Linked DNA regions of Mus musculus: regions 2 and 3 are each linked to region 1. Evidence: chromatin contacts called from public HiCAR-type and promoter capture Hi-C data. All regions are on one chromosome and are shown on one strand. The core of a region is the stretch at or near the end of the contact, and the rest is flanking DNA. Distances in the headings are between cores, read along the strand shown.

Evidence for each region. Promoter capture Hi-C pulls out the DNA fragments that hold promoters and counts their contacts. HiCAR-type assays count read pairs that join an accessible place to other places.
Region 2: a HiCAR-type map of astrocytes shows a contact between it and region 1, with 3 times the contacts expected there. The contact joins the promoter of Mettl21a here to the promoter of Adam23 in region 1. A contact is called at or near these places in 4 of 39 promoter capture datasets (the 3T3-L1 cell line, embryonic stem cells and hippocampal neurons) and 3 of 115 datasets of contacts at active chromatin or transcription factors (astrocytes and embryonic stem cells).
Region 3: a promoter capture Hi-C map of hippocampal neurons shows a contact between it and region 1, with 5 times the contacts expected there. The contact joins the promoter of Idh1 here to the promoter of Adam23 in region 1. A contact is called at or near these places in 3 of 39 promoter capture datasets (the 3T3-L1 cell line, the HPC-7 cell line and hippocampal neurons) and 1 of 115 datasets of contacts at active chromatin or transcription factors (astrocytes).

Annotation. Positions count from the first base shown.
Region 1 is chr1:63,443,805-63,448,384 of GRCm38.p6, forward strand. Adam23 (a disintegrin and metallopeptidase domain 23) reads left to right here and starts at 2,087. Exons shown (of 26, transcript NM_011780.3): 1 at 2,087-2,608; 2 at 3,924-4,144. The coding sequence starts at 2,407.
Region 2 is chr1:64,614,717-64,619,434 of GRCm38.p6, forward strand. Mettl21a (methyltransferase like 21A) reads right to left here and starts at 3,048. Exons shown (of 3, transcript NM_025964.4): 1 at 1,557-3,048; 2 at 382-493. The coding sequence starts at 1,703.
Region 3 is chr1:65,175,650-65,180,438 of GRCm38.p6, forward strand. Idh1 (isocitrate dehydrogenase 1 (NADP+), soluble) reads right to left here and starts at 3,493. Exons shown (of 9, transcript NM_010497.3): 1 at 3,341-3,493.

The DNA.
Region 1 (4,580 bases), core at 837-3,336:
CTTTTCTTGGATATTTTCTTTATTTACATTTCAAATGTTTTTCCCTTTCCAGGTCTTCCCTTCAGAAACCCCCTATCTCCCTCCCCCTGCCTCTATGAGGGTGCTCCCTCACCCACCCAATGCCATCCTCCCACCTCCCCTACATCCACCTTCTCATTCCCCTACACTGGGGCATCAAGCATCCTCAGGCTCGAGGGCCTCTCCTCCCACTGATGTCCAACAAGACCATCCTCTGCCACATATGTGGCCAGCGCCATGGGTCGCTCCATATAGTTGTCTTTTGACATCCTCATGTGCCATAGCAGACATTCATGTGTGCTTGAGTGCAAGTGCATGTACACACACACACACACACACACACACACACACACACACAGAGGGTGGGGAAGAAAGAGAGAGAGAGACAGACAGACGGACAGAGACAGACAGAGAGACAAACACACAGAGAGAGATAGTTTTTTGTGTGATGCTGGAATGGAGTGCTCAGGGCCTTTACATGATAGGTAAACACTACACCCCCAGCACCTGTTTTTGCCATGTTTTGATAGGGAAAAATGATTTGCATATGGAGAGCCAAGGATAGCAAGTAGGAAAGTCACTAACCTCATGCACTACGAGGTCTCCGTACCCCCTTTTCAGGATGTATATTATAGACAATCTCCTGGCTTACTCATTGGCCATGTATTATCCAAGAGATTTCCCTGGTCCTTAGATAGCATGTTAGGACCTAGCGTTACAATGTGAATGAAAACTGTTGCTGCTCGCATAGAGAGTGTGTGTGTGTGTGTGTGCATGCGAACGAACATTGGTTAATTAATTAAATCCATGTGTCCAATAAATACTCATGCTCAAATGTGGAAAGAAGAGATTAAAATTAATATCTGACACCTCAACCGCTCTGCAGTGTGAGATCTGCATGCAGGCCTGTCATCTTTGTCTGTCTCCAGAAGTTCGTTCCGTGAAGCTCGGGTACAGAAGGTGGCTAACAGCCTTGACTGTTATTTTAATCACACACTTCTAGAACCTTCCCAGCCCTTTCCAAGTAGATATCCTTAGCTCTATTTTAAATATCAATAATGGAGTTAGACACCATTGTTATTACTCAGACCAGTCTTGGGAGAGTGGATAAGTTACTGTTGGTGTTACCAGAGTCCAGTGATAGAAATGGGCCTCAAATTTTAATTAGGAACCACCAGAATTAGTAGCGGCTGCTAACCCACCCAAACCAGGGAACTGACAGCACTGAGCGAAAATACCCCCTTTCTCTGCACAAGATACGACTGGATCTCAAAAATAGAAGTGTGTTCTCAGAAATGCCTGCGCACCCCCAAGGCTGGTTGACAAACGATAGATTTCCTAAGATAGCTGCACGGTTGCTTTCTAATCTCTGTATTTCTTCTATTCCAGAATATGGCCCGTCACACTTTCTGAATTTAGCTCTCTTCAAAGCCCTATGGGCACGAGGAGGGAGGACCCACGACCCTGCAAGGGGATCCCAGTGGCTCAGTGCCCACAGACGCCAGCCTGCGGATGCACCACAGTGCTTCCCACTGTCATCCCACTCGCTGCTATGAGGAGCACAGCTATTTTTACCTCCCTGGCTGCAGCCCTTTATTTGAAGGAAGGAAATAAATAAAGGTTTGAGAAGGAAAATGCATAGTCTCAGTTTTCCTTGCGCTGGAGAGTTGGTATAGGAGTGGGTGTTGAGGATGGGTCGCTTTTCTTGGCAAGTTGTTGCCAGATCAGGCTTGCCCCAGGCCTGGAAACCCTTGCACTTTCCTCTTGGGGTCATCCCTGACTGCAAACTTCTTTCTCCCCTACCTCTGGTCTTTGGAGGTGCCACCAACTATTTTGATGCTGCCTGGGATGCTGCATCACTCTGCCCCCCCCCCCCCCCAGGGCTCCCACAGTCGAGCATGCGCAGCGCGGCCCATGCAGGCTACAGCATCAGCATCTGCAAGAGCATCAGCATCCGCACCCGAAACCCCGTTCGGGCGCGCTCCCGGAGGGTGGGGTGCAGTACCGCGCTGCGCGTCCCCGAGTCTCGCGCCCGCGCCGCGCGTGCCCGTGCCGCTCGCTCCTGCGCGCGCCTCCTCAGCATCCTTAGGCCCGGCAGCAACCCCCGCAGTCACTGGTGCGGCCGCGCCCGCCACTGGGAGGGTGCAGCCACTGGAGGAGGCTCCAAGTTGGTGGAGCGGCGGGGACCCCTCTCTGCGGGCCGCTCCCGGAAAGGCGGAAAGAGCAGAGGACGGCGCGCCGCCGTCCCCGAGACCCCAGCCCCTGACCCCTGCCCGCGGCCGCAGCATGCGCGCCCAGCCGGCGTGACCGGCTCCGCCCGCAGCCGCCCCGCAGCCCAGCCCGGCTCTCTCGCGGGTCACTCGGACCGGCGCCCGGGAGCGATGAGCCATGAAGCCGCCCGGCAGCATCTCCCGGCGGCCGACCCTGACGGGTTGCAGCCTTCCCGGCGCCTCCTGCGGCCCCGGCCGCTGCCCCGCCGGCCCGGTGCCGGCCCGCGCGCCGCCCTGCCGCCTGCTCCTCGTCCTTCTCCTGCTACCTGCGCTCGCCACCTCATCCCGGCCCCGTGCCCGGGGGGCCGCTGCGCCCAGCGGTGGGTATGGCCGGTGCCCTTTGCGTTGCCTTCCCCGCGGGGCCCTGGGGAGGAGAGAGAAGGGCACGCAGGTGCGTGTAACCCGGACGAGTGGGTCCCCAGCCTGGCCTTCGAGCGCCTCCCTGTCCACCTCTCCACCCTTGTCCGTCCCAAGCCCAGGTTCATGCTGGTTCACTTTTGGAAGTCCGTTTCTGTTGCATTCACTAAAGACCCATTCCAGTGACTGTGGGTTCCACCCAGAGGTATTTGGTGGCTCCTGAGTCCTTTAGCGCTCTCTATGTAACTTCCAGTGACAGGAAGATGCAGTGAGCTAGCAAGTTGCTTTTTGCCTTGGGGAACCTTCATATGAATGCGGAGGGGTGGGGGGCATGCAATAATAGTGACAAATGCTTGATCCCTCAAATTCCCCACCAGGTTTAGTCCCTACTGTTGGAATTAAGGTGAGAGAGGCATAATTTGGGGACCAGAGAATGAAAGTCTCCAAGACACTCTTTGCGCATGACCTTTGGCTGTGTTTTCCCAAAATGCTTGTCATAATGAGCAATCAGAATAATACAATGTTGAGCACACTGGTGATTGGAAGTCACTGAAAGCAGAAAGCTGGCCTTGGCAGTAAAAAAGAAAGAATTTGGAAAGTTGCCAGCAACTATAGCCCTTTATGGCAAAACAGTTTTTTTTCTCATCTCAAAGTTAGAAAGAAATAGAAATCATTCATATATGTATGTATATATGTGTGTGTGTATATACATATATATATACACACACACACATATATATATTTCTACATTCACACACACATAATACACATAAACACACACACACACACACACACACACACACACACACACAAATATATTTGAAAGTATCACTTTACATTCAGTGTCCATGAATTCAGGACCCAAGTTTTGTCTGGAGTGTTCTTGGCTCTCAGATGAGGTGATGTTAAGATGGGTACAGTTGAGCTGCTGCATCCTCTGAGGAGGGATGGGACAAGGGTCAGGACCCTTGAGCATGTTAGTTGCTGACTTTTCCCTAAGCGCATTCTGCTTTCTGACCCCTTACAGTTCAGATGTTCGGCTCTAAGAGTGGATAGAAAAGATATACCTGAGTACAGGACATGGTTGTGTAACCTATCCAGGCCAAACCACTGTTACAGTAACTTGTCTTTTGGTGTCTCCACTTTCTAACTTTTTAGCAATAGAAAACTTTGTTAATGTAATTAATGGAAAGATGTATTTTAGAGTTTATATATTTACTGGATGTATCTGTGTGTATTTGTGTATATTTGTGCTTCCCTCCCCCCCAACCCCCCCAGCTCCGCACTGGAATGAAACTGCAGAAAAAACCCTGGGAGTCCTGGCAGATGAAGACAACACATTGCAACAAAATAGCAGCAGCAGAAATACCAGCTACAGCAGTGCAGTGCAAAAAGAAATCACACTGCCTTCAAGACTGGTGTATTACATCAACCAGGACTCAGAAAGCCCCTATCATGTTCTTGACACAAAGGCCAGACACCAACAGAAACACAATAAGGTAGGCAGGAGGCTGAATATGTCCAACTTGCTGCCACAAGGAGTTCTCTTTTCATTTGATTTTCTGCCAGAATCTGATTTCACGAATTTTAGCGCAGCATTTTATTAAGTAAGCAATTAATACGATGGTAGAAGAGAAACTAGAGGGAATTAACTTGGGATCGACCGGGACAGGGTTTACTGTTTGTCTCTTTGACTGAAATGGAAACTGAACATTTTCAGACGTCCTGTGACAAACTGGGTCCCCGTGTCTCTCAGGTACCTTGGCACTAAGCAATAGAGTGAACTTGTTTGCAGTTCTGACTTGTTTCTGGGAGCATTTATGTAAAGGTGCAGGAAGCTACCTCCCAGGAGATATAAGTCCTGGCAGTCTGTCCACAGAAGGCAGTGTGGCTGTCCTTTCCCCAGCAGACTTTCCATGCAGAACTTGCACTTGA
Region 2 (4,718 bases), core at 1,798-4,297, 1.2 Mb after region 1:
GGACCTCAGGAGACTATTGTCTCCAGCAAGAAAAAAAAGTCAATGCCTGTCTCAGATAGAGGTTATCAACTAAGAATTATACTGTTAATATAATTTCTTAAAATGTCAGTGGGGGACACTTGAGGGACCCACCCTCCCTAGGAGGAAAAAACCAGCTGTTTCCTCAACAAGAAAGGATTATGATGGTCTGTTGTACTTACCTCACGAAATTAAGTCTAGTAGTCTACGGACATTTAAACCAAAAAGACCGTATACAAGGGTTGTCTACAGGACGGGAGAGAGAAGCTAACTCAGAAAGGGGAATCCCAACCATGTGTTTTCTGCTACGGAGACAGCAAGTGTACCCTGCTCATAAGGGGTGAGCCAGACCATTGCACTTACCCAGCAGGGCAGCCACTATGCCCACCAGCCCTGTGCCAGCACCCAGCTCCACAGCAGAGCAGCCCCTGAGCTCCACAGCACCCATCTCCAGATACATGGAAAGGACGACAGCCTGAGTCAAAACACAATGTGAACATGACTGAGGTCAGCAAGCGTTTGCAGAGCTGTCGCTTCAGGATGCCGAATGCTGGCAGGAAGAAACAGTGAATGAAGATACTCCTATTCTCCCCGTTCCTTTCTTCTCTCCTCCCTCTCCTCTCCCTCCCTCCCTGCCTGAAAAGTACAATTCCCAAAGCACAGGAACTTAGTTGCTGCTGCTGCTGCTGCAGTAAGATAGCTACCGGGCAGCTTAGCTAAAAAGCTTCATTTCCTCCTGGATCACAGCACAGCTCCATGAAGTTTACAAAACTGCTCTGGAAGAAATGACGTGAATCTTTGATTTTCTTCAAGGGGCTGTCTGGTTCCTAAGCCATGCTAGAAGGACGAGTCTCAGTGCTCACAGCTGCCTGAGCCGTGACGCTGAGTCACTGTCCCACAGGGACCATGGGCATGTTCTGGGCATCAGCGGGTAGGGTTTCACCGAAAGTTTTGGAATTTCACATGCTGAGCATTTGCTTACAACTCAATAAGTTTTACCCCTCCCCCGCCCCCACCGGAGCTATACCCTAGGAGTACAAGTCTTTAAGCCAATCATTTATTTAACAGCTGAAGACAGACTCTTCATAAGAAGCAGAAAAGCAATAATCTTTCCAAACCATGAAAAACTGAAACCATGACGTCAGTTTCGGACTCTGACTCTACACATTCTTTGTGTGTTTTTTCAGAAACAAACTTAATGAGCCCAGAGCAGTCAGGCCCACGCTTTCTTTTCAGTCTTCCGGTCCTCACTGGGCAGCTAACTAAGTCATTTCACTTCCCTCAGCTTTGCAAAGTGCAATGTATGTAAGGGGGCAAAGGGAATGCCTGGTGGGCAAGGAGATGCAGGGACCATGAAAAACTGTAAATAATGTAATGGGTGTACTACCATGGATGTGCTGAACCACCCAGTGTTTTTGCAGACTTTACATTGGTGGAGACTATATATGAATCATATCTCAATAAAGCCATCAATTTCCTTTTTAGAATACAGTCTTGCAACTGTGGATGTTTTCAAAGGCCCTGCAGTGCTGACTTACCGCATCCCACACCACTGCAGCAACTCCCAGTTGCCTCCAGTCCTGACGGATCTGGATGGTGTGGTTCGCAAAAGAGAAGGTGGCGAGAGGCTTATGGAATTTCTGGAGCCCTATTGCCGCGCTCTCCTCATAGGGTACCAGGGCCATTTCTTCTGTCTATCTCTGCTGAGACCTGTCATGCAAAAAGAATCCTGAGTGTCACCAGAGTCAGAAGTTGAGTGCTGTATCTTACTTAAGTAACTTGGAAAAGCTGTTGACGTTATTACAAGTTCAAACTAAGAAATAGACTGAGGTGCATCCAATTTCTTCAACAGCTTTTCCTCCGAGACTTGAGGGAAGTGAAAATTGGCTCTGAATTGGTGTCAACTAATAACTCTGAGGAGGAAACGCCTAGAAATCTCTAACTACTGTGGCACCCTACAGGCTCCTGTTACTACTTGGGCATTACATAAAGAACGGTACACGAAGTGACAGTGACGGCCCTGGGCACCTGATCTGTCTGGACCCAGCTCCCACATTTTTGTTTGTTTGGTCCGCCAACCTACATCCTCATGTTCAGCTAGGACAAAGGAGCCAAATGCGTACTTCTGCTAAATCCTAAGGGTTCGCCCTGCCTTTTGACCCTAGAAGGCTCCCTACGGCAGAGTGGATGGAGTCACCCTGGGGGCTGGAGCGGACAATACTGGCGGACAACCCGCGGGACAAAAAGCACGTCCCGCACGACACCCGGGGGCCACAGATGCGCTTCCCTCGCGCCCACGAAAGAGTCCCGGGAACCCAGCATGGTGGGAGCAGGGCTCTGCAGAGACTCCTTTCGGACCCTCGGGTGGAGGCTTGGCGCCCACACAGCCCGCTGGCCACCCTGCAGTGCCTCCACGTAGATACTCACGGTTCCGGGAGGGTACCCGAGCCGCGCAAGCGCACAGCCTTGCCCAGTCGCTGTGCGGAGCTCCTCCTTAAAAGGCTGGATTGGCAGAAGGCGGTGGAAGCTGGTTCCGGGAAGAGAGACGCGGGTTTCCGGTCCCCTTCCCCGGTACCGCCGCTTTCCCCTGGCCCGTGCTGTGTAGTTCCTGTGAGGCCCTACGGTTTTGGGGCGCCAGGGAGGGCGAGTGCACAGGGGCGTGGGGTGCCTTGCATGGGAGAAAGGCCGACCTTAAAGTGGACAGTTAGTCGGCGACGTTGGCGCCCAAGGATGCGTAGCGAAGTAGAGAACTAAACGTAGTCACCGCGTTTGGTGGCAGTGAAGTGGGAGAGAACACTACCGAGCATCCCTAACCACGGCGCGGCTGGGGAGTGGGCGTGCGACGCCCAGGCCGGGTTTTGAGCCCGACCACATGCGCTCGGGCGCTCGCGTCGCTCCACGCCGCCACTCTGCTGGCCGAAATGGACGCCTTTCTAAATCCTGGCCGGCAGCCTCGGCTGCAAACTCCATCCCCGGACCTGGCCACCCAAGGGTCTCCGCGTGCCGGACCCTGCCGAGCCGCGACCGCCCTCGCCTCTCCCGGCCGGCAGGGGGCGCGCCTGACCTCCACATTCCAGCACCAGCTGCGGGAGACTGGGGACAAGTGGCCTGCAGTAAACTGGGGACCAGTAAGAGCCCTTTCCTCAAGTTACTGAGTTTCCTGTTTGGGTCTTTTCTTCCTCCGTTTTTTCTCTTAGTAAGTTTTCTCCTTACTTGCTCCATGGCTTTGTGCTATCTCGGCTTCTCAGCTTCCCCTTTTCCTTTTCTTATTAAAGCTCACGTTTTTGCGCTAGAGAGAGCTAATCCGATTTCATCAGTGAATACGCACAAGTGAAAAGACCACACCACGTTGATATGTAGTTACTAGAAGAAGAAATACCTTTCTTCCGTGTGTTTTCTGTTTTATTTCTTTCTTTTGGGGACCTAAACTAGGCACAGGAAAGTGTAGACTTTGGGTCAGAAAAACATTCAAAAATGTAAATGGGTTGACCTCCCCAGATTCCTGGGATCTAGCTAACCATTCTGTCTCCCTATTCTCCATCTTTCCACTGAAAATGTATACACACACAGGGGAGGATTGCATACATATGTATATGACTTTAAAACTTCCCCCAAGCTCTCCAGCACACTGCCAACAAGAGCATTTGCAACATTACATTTACTTACCGTGTTCCTTTTGCCCCTCCTAGCTCCCAGAGTTGTAATTATTGCCGACTTGCTTAGAAAGGGCACACATCCGCTTAGGAAAATCAACATCTATAGCAGTGTAGACATTAAAGAGAGCACAAACAGAAACCACTGGTGAGCCTCTAAATATCTGAGAAGAAAGACTTGTTTAATCCTTGGGGGAGAGAGTAATGAGCATTTGATAGAGTACATATTTAAGTGCTCAGCCTGCTATATGGCTGTCTTTAATATGCCCAGGGATTTTCCTATCCTTAGTTCATACTTGACCATACAAATTGTTCTTACCATCAGAACGTGGGTGAAAGAGCCCCTCGCAGCTGGGTAGTTGCTCCTTTCTCACTATCCCAGGGCTTTGGTTTGGTTTAGTTTAAAACAGGATCTCTCTTCTCTACATAGCCTTGTCTGCCCAGGAACTCACTATATATGTACCAGGTTGGCTTCAAACTCAGATGCACCTGCCCCAGACTGGCAAGTGCTGAGATTACAGGTTGTGTGTCACCATGCCTAGCCAAGGCTTGTGTCTTAACATCCAGGCTCTCTTTAGCACCAGGTCCCCGGTTGGAGCTTCACAACTGAAACAGGAGTGAGAAAGAAACCTTTGTAATCGTGGAGAACAGAGCGTGCTGCAGCATTGCTTAGGTGGTACCACAACGGGGGGTGCTAACAACTTGGGAGACTTCCAATGTGAGTGAGGTAGAGGGGCTGGAGAAATGACTTAGTGGTTGAGAGCGCCTTTTGCTCTTGCAAAGGATGCAGGATCAGAACCCAGCACCCACATGATGGCTTACAAAAATCCAAGACTCCACCTAAGTGCCACGGACCCAGTGTCCTCTTCAGTCCCCTGTATGCACAAAGCACACATACCGTAAACATGTATGTGCCCTCAAAAGATTCATACAAAATTAATGAGGTACATGTTTTAGTGTGACTGTTTGGCAAGGTAGGAATTCTTTTGGAGACCTTCAAGGCTTGTAAGATCTTCCTCGTCCTCTTGACTCCCAGGTGTCATTGTC
Region 3 (4,789 bases), core at 2,243-4,742, 1.7 Mb after region 1:
TAGGGGAACGTGACCCTGAAACACACCCTTAATAATGCAATCATTATCTCAACCATTACAAGAGCAGATCTGTTATCTTAGAGATGAATAAATATTACTAAAGTGATTTCTCAGATAGAGAAATCAGGAGACAGAAAGGCCCCTTCCTAGTACACAGGCTTATCCCTTGGCTTTTCAGGGGCAAGAGCTGCTGTTTGTATGATGGGACACTACATTGTTCTAGGAAGGCCATCACTTTAAAAAGTATTTGCCAGGCAGTGATGGTGCATGCCAGGCAAGTGGATCTGAGTTTGAGACCAACCTGGTCTACAGAGCAAGTTCCAGGACAGCCAGAGCTACACTAGAAACCCTGTCTCAAAACAAACCAAAAGTATTAATTTATCTGATTCCAATAAAGGTCAAAGATGACTGCTTGGAAAAAGAGAAACTTCAAGGCTTAAAGAATAACATGCTTGTATTCAGGAGGCAAAGGGTCCCTGAACCTCTGAGAGTGTCTATTCCTTATAGGAACGGTTGTGTAACCATTTCCTCTGTAATTGAAGCATTCTATCCTACACTAAGCTCTTTAAACAGGCAGGTAAAGAACTAAAAATATAGTTTCAGGATGTCTCTGAAACTGAACAGAGTTGATAGGCCCCACCCTGACAGAGTAAACAATAAAAGTTGAGACTCTTAGACTGGAGAAGACCCGACCCAGGCCGGCCACCTGGAAAGGACAGTCTCCAACCCTTGAGCTGCCAGCAGGCTGTGTAGTCTGCACCGGGTTCCCAGCTTTTGTGAGTTCTCACCCATGCTGGGGTGAGGTGATGCAGAGCCATTTTTGCTCCTTACCCATATTCGGGTAAAGTAATCCCAACAGTACTTATTGGTTCACCAAGTTGGATTTTGGTGGTGTCTCTACTTTGTCCTGTCATAGGATCCCTGTATGGGCTACGTGTGTTGCATTTCCCTAGGCAACAAGTGCCCTGTTCTGTCACACAAGTGACACTATATTGGGAACTTTCTTTCCAGAAATGCAGTGGCATATAGATCAATGTTATAGCTGAGGAACAGAAAGACTTTAAAGCAATTAGATAACAACCTAAAGCTGTCTTGAAACTAATTTGATCCTTAATTTTTTTTTAAAGGGAAATGATTATTAGACAGTAGGTCTCAGCACCTCACAAGAAGTCAGGAATATTTCCCAACTCTCAAATCCCATTTTTATGTCTGAGATTTGCATTTCTAGCATCCTATTTCTAGTATTGAATTTGTACCCTGAGTCCATCACCAGGGAAGTTTCTGGAAGCCAGTTAAAAGAAATCAACAAGCTGGTGTGGGTGAACCAATACCACCCATGAGATACAACTTAAAGATTAACTTGCAGTAGATCACAGAGTTCATAATTAATTCCATTTTCACCATGGCCATACTTTAGAGAGACAGCTAACTTATCTCAGTTTTGATACTGCACTCTCACGGTCATGTTCCTACACGGCATTACACAACAGTTATGACTAGGCTATTTTTCTGCGATGGCAAATACAGCTAATAAAATATCACAATGCCGGGAATGTCTGAACTTTTTTATTTGCTTTGTTATTTCCTTCTTGGTGTGTATATACTCTGATGTAATCTTTTTATATCTCAGAATTCACCAATGAATGATAAACGTCAGATTTCCTTCCCTTTATCTATTTAGTTTTTTTTTTTTTTTTTTAGCACTTGTTAATTAAAGAAGTGAAGCTGTATTGTAACTACTATCACACTTCTGGATTTGATTTCCATGGCATGTATGGGCTTTAGGTACCCCTAGATTCCCTGACTTCTTGGGTCTCACATTTTCTGATCCCACCCAACCCCAACTTTTAAAGGAAAGTTTGATCCAAGCCTAATAGCTACCAGCTTATTTACATAGTCTGAAGGCAGCCAGTTTCCAATCTGACAGCCTGTGCAATTCCAGAAAACAAACATAATAGACTAGTTAAGCAATAGGAACCCTTTGCCATACTTAATTTTACTTCCATAAATCTCAAGTTTCTATCTTGAGCCGATCTTTTTGTTTTCCAGCCAAGTTCAAGTTGCAAAACATGTGGGGACTCTAAGGAAGTAGTTGCAGTATATTGTCGAAAAATTCCTGCTTCTCTCTTTTCCCAGTGCCTACACTTGCACTAACGCCCAACTAACTATACAATGTGGTCACATTAAAGATATCAGATTAGAGGGCAAAATTGCTAATTCTTATCTTGATGGTGAACGGACTTGCAATTATAACAAGGCCTCTCAATTTTGATGACTTAAACAAGTGTCCTTTCAATTTATCTCCTAAAACAAAGCAAGATCCGGAACAGAAAGTCTTAACATACAAATACCCCTGCCAGGAGGATTTGTATTTAATATCAGCCTTACAGCCCAGTTTATCTGGTTTAAAGTACAGTGCTTGAGTGTATCCAGAGGGGCAAAGGGCAGGAGCCTTCCAAATAAAGGTCACAGGAGTACAAATATTGGTGCGCACACACGCTCACACCACAGGACGGTGAGTCCTAGAGTGAGCGCCCGGCTCTTTGGCTTTTTGCAGGTCTCGGGTTTGCTCGACCTCGGGTGACACTGAGACAGGAGATATCCATGTGGGCGTTGTGCAAGCTCTGCTAATGAAGCTGACTCGGTTCCTCCTTCCAGATCCCCACACCAGCCCCTCCTCTCAGCACTGCCAGGACCTTTTAAATACGAGGTCCACTGAGATGGCTGCATCTGGAATCGAGACCCCAGGGCGCCCCCAAGTGGCTAAGCAAACACTACAGACTGAAGCTGGAGGCTCCGCCTACCTTCATCCCCTCCCTCTCTTGCACTCTCATTAGCTCTTCTCCGACCACAAGGCAGGTCCCACCCCTGAACCTTGAAGGGAGTACACGCCTAAATTCCTGGCTTACACCCTTTCTGCAACCAGCTTTCCTGCCTAGTCCTTTTACACCCAACACTCAAGAGTTCTGTGCGTCCACCTCAAAGCTAAATTCTCCTCCGCGGGTGCCTTGCCACTTGTCACTGCTTGCAACGTCCTCGCCTCCCAAAGCGATCCCAACCTCGGAAGCGCCCTTCTATACAGATAGGCAAGCAGCACTCTGCTACTCCCATTTCCCTTCTCTACGCCCAAACTCTGGAAGCGTCCCTGAGTGCACCAGGGCCTTGCCACTGAGTTCATCTCTGCACAGCCAAGACCTGGGGTTTCTTCCTTTTTTCTCACTCCAGCTTTCAACGGAATAGTTTAATAGTAAGGGGCGGCGGCTGCCGCTCTAAGCCTTGGGGCACCTGTAGGGAGGGGAAGGAGCGCCCGCTTGCAGCCGGAGGCGCCCCAGCTACTCACCGGCTCACACCCGCGCGTACACACAAGCTGTAATAAGCCGGCCCCAGTTAGATCAGCATCTGCCACAACCTTCGCTCGGAAGCCCAGCGGCAGGGTCAAGGCTGTTTAACTCTTCCCGGCTTTGTCTCCTCCCAGGCCCCACCCCCTCAGCCCACCTCCCGAAGCCCCGCCCCCTCCACGACGCCATTCGCCGCCTCCGACTTTGTGGGGTGGGCCGAGGCATAGATTGAGATTAAGTCTGGGATGCAGCGGTCCGCTGTTCCCGGTGGGGGATGGGACTGCCACGCCGCGGAGATTCCTCGGGAACACCCTGCAGTTGAGGAGCGAGGACGCCACCTACTGACAGGCTATCGGAAGCGCCGAGACCGAGTGTTCTGGGCTCCGCAACAATCTAGGAATCCCAGCGTTGAGTATCCAGGTTCTCTGCAAAAGGTACAAAAGAGGGAGCCCTCCCTAGACTGGATCCCTTCCTGGAGTCTCCGGATGCCTCTTAGAGCTGGACTGTGCCCTTTGAAGAATGTGCATTTGAGGTTTCTTAAAGGCGTGTGAGGACTACAGATTCTACCTTAATGCAAAAGCTAAAACAGAGCGCATTTTCCATTTCAAAATCAAGAACAAACAATACCCTACACACAAATACATATATGAGTAAAACCATTCATATTCTCATGCTGAGGCTTTTACAGAGCTTCACCATTCCACCCCAATAATTCCCTCCACTACCAATGATCCGTATTCCCAACTGTTGCTGTTTATAAATAAGCTTCACTCACCATTTGTCATGGAAGACAGTGAGGTTTATTTTCTGGGTTGCGATGAAGCTGCACTAGAGATACACGATATAAATCTTAGAATTCTAAGAATGGGTTAAACGTATTCCAATCTTTCCAGAGATTTTTCTGTCTGTATTCCTTAGTCTTGAAAAGGAGAACATTATGACTTGTAGGACAATAGGTCATCCTTGATTGGTCAAGATTCAACGCTTCATGGACTTTTAAAACAACCAGCATTGTGTTGAAAAGTTATGAATTCACGGCAGTTAGTAAGATTCATTTTGGACGCTAGAGGGCGCTATGTGGAAAAGGACTCATACGTGGTGTCAGCTGTTAATGTTGATTAACTGGGTATTAGCTGTGACCTCCGTTTATTCCTATAAAATGATTAGAGAGTGTGTGAGTTTATACTTTCACCTCTAATCTCACTTTAAATCACTTTAAAAAACGTTACTTACTACCATCAGGCACATATTGTTTATATTACTAAAAGTAAGTATTCATAGCCATTCTTGTTCCAGAAAGCATTTTAGAATAAATTCAAGAAACGAAGAATAAAACACAATAAGAAGTATTGACTATAGGTGATGGCAAAAGTAAGAAGAATGCATAGGAATACAGAGCCATGGTGAATTTAAATATAAGCATCTTCAACCAAGTTCTAAATATGTGCTAA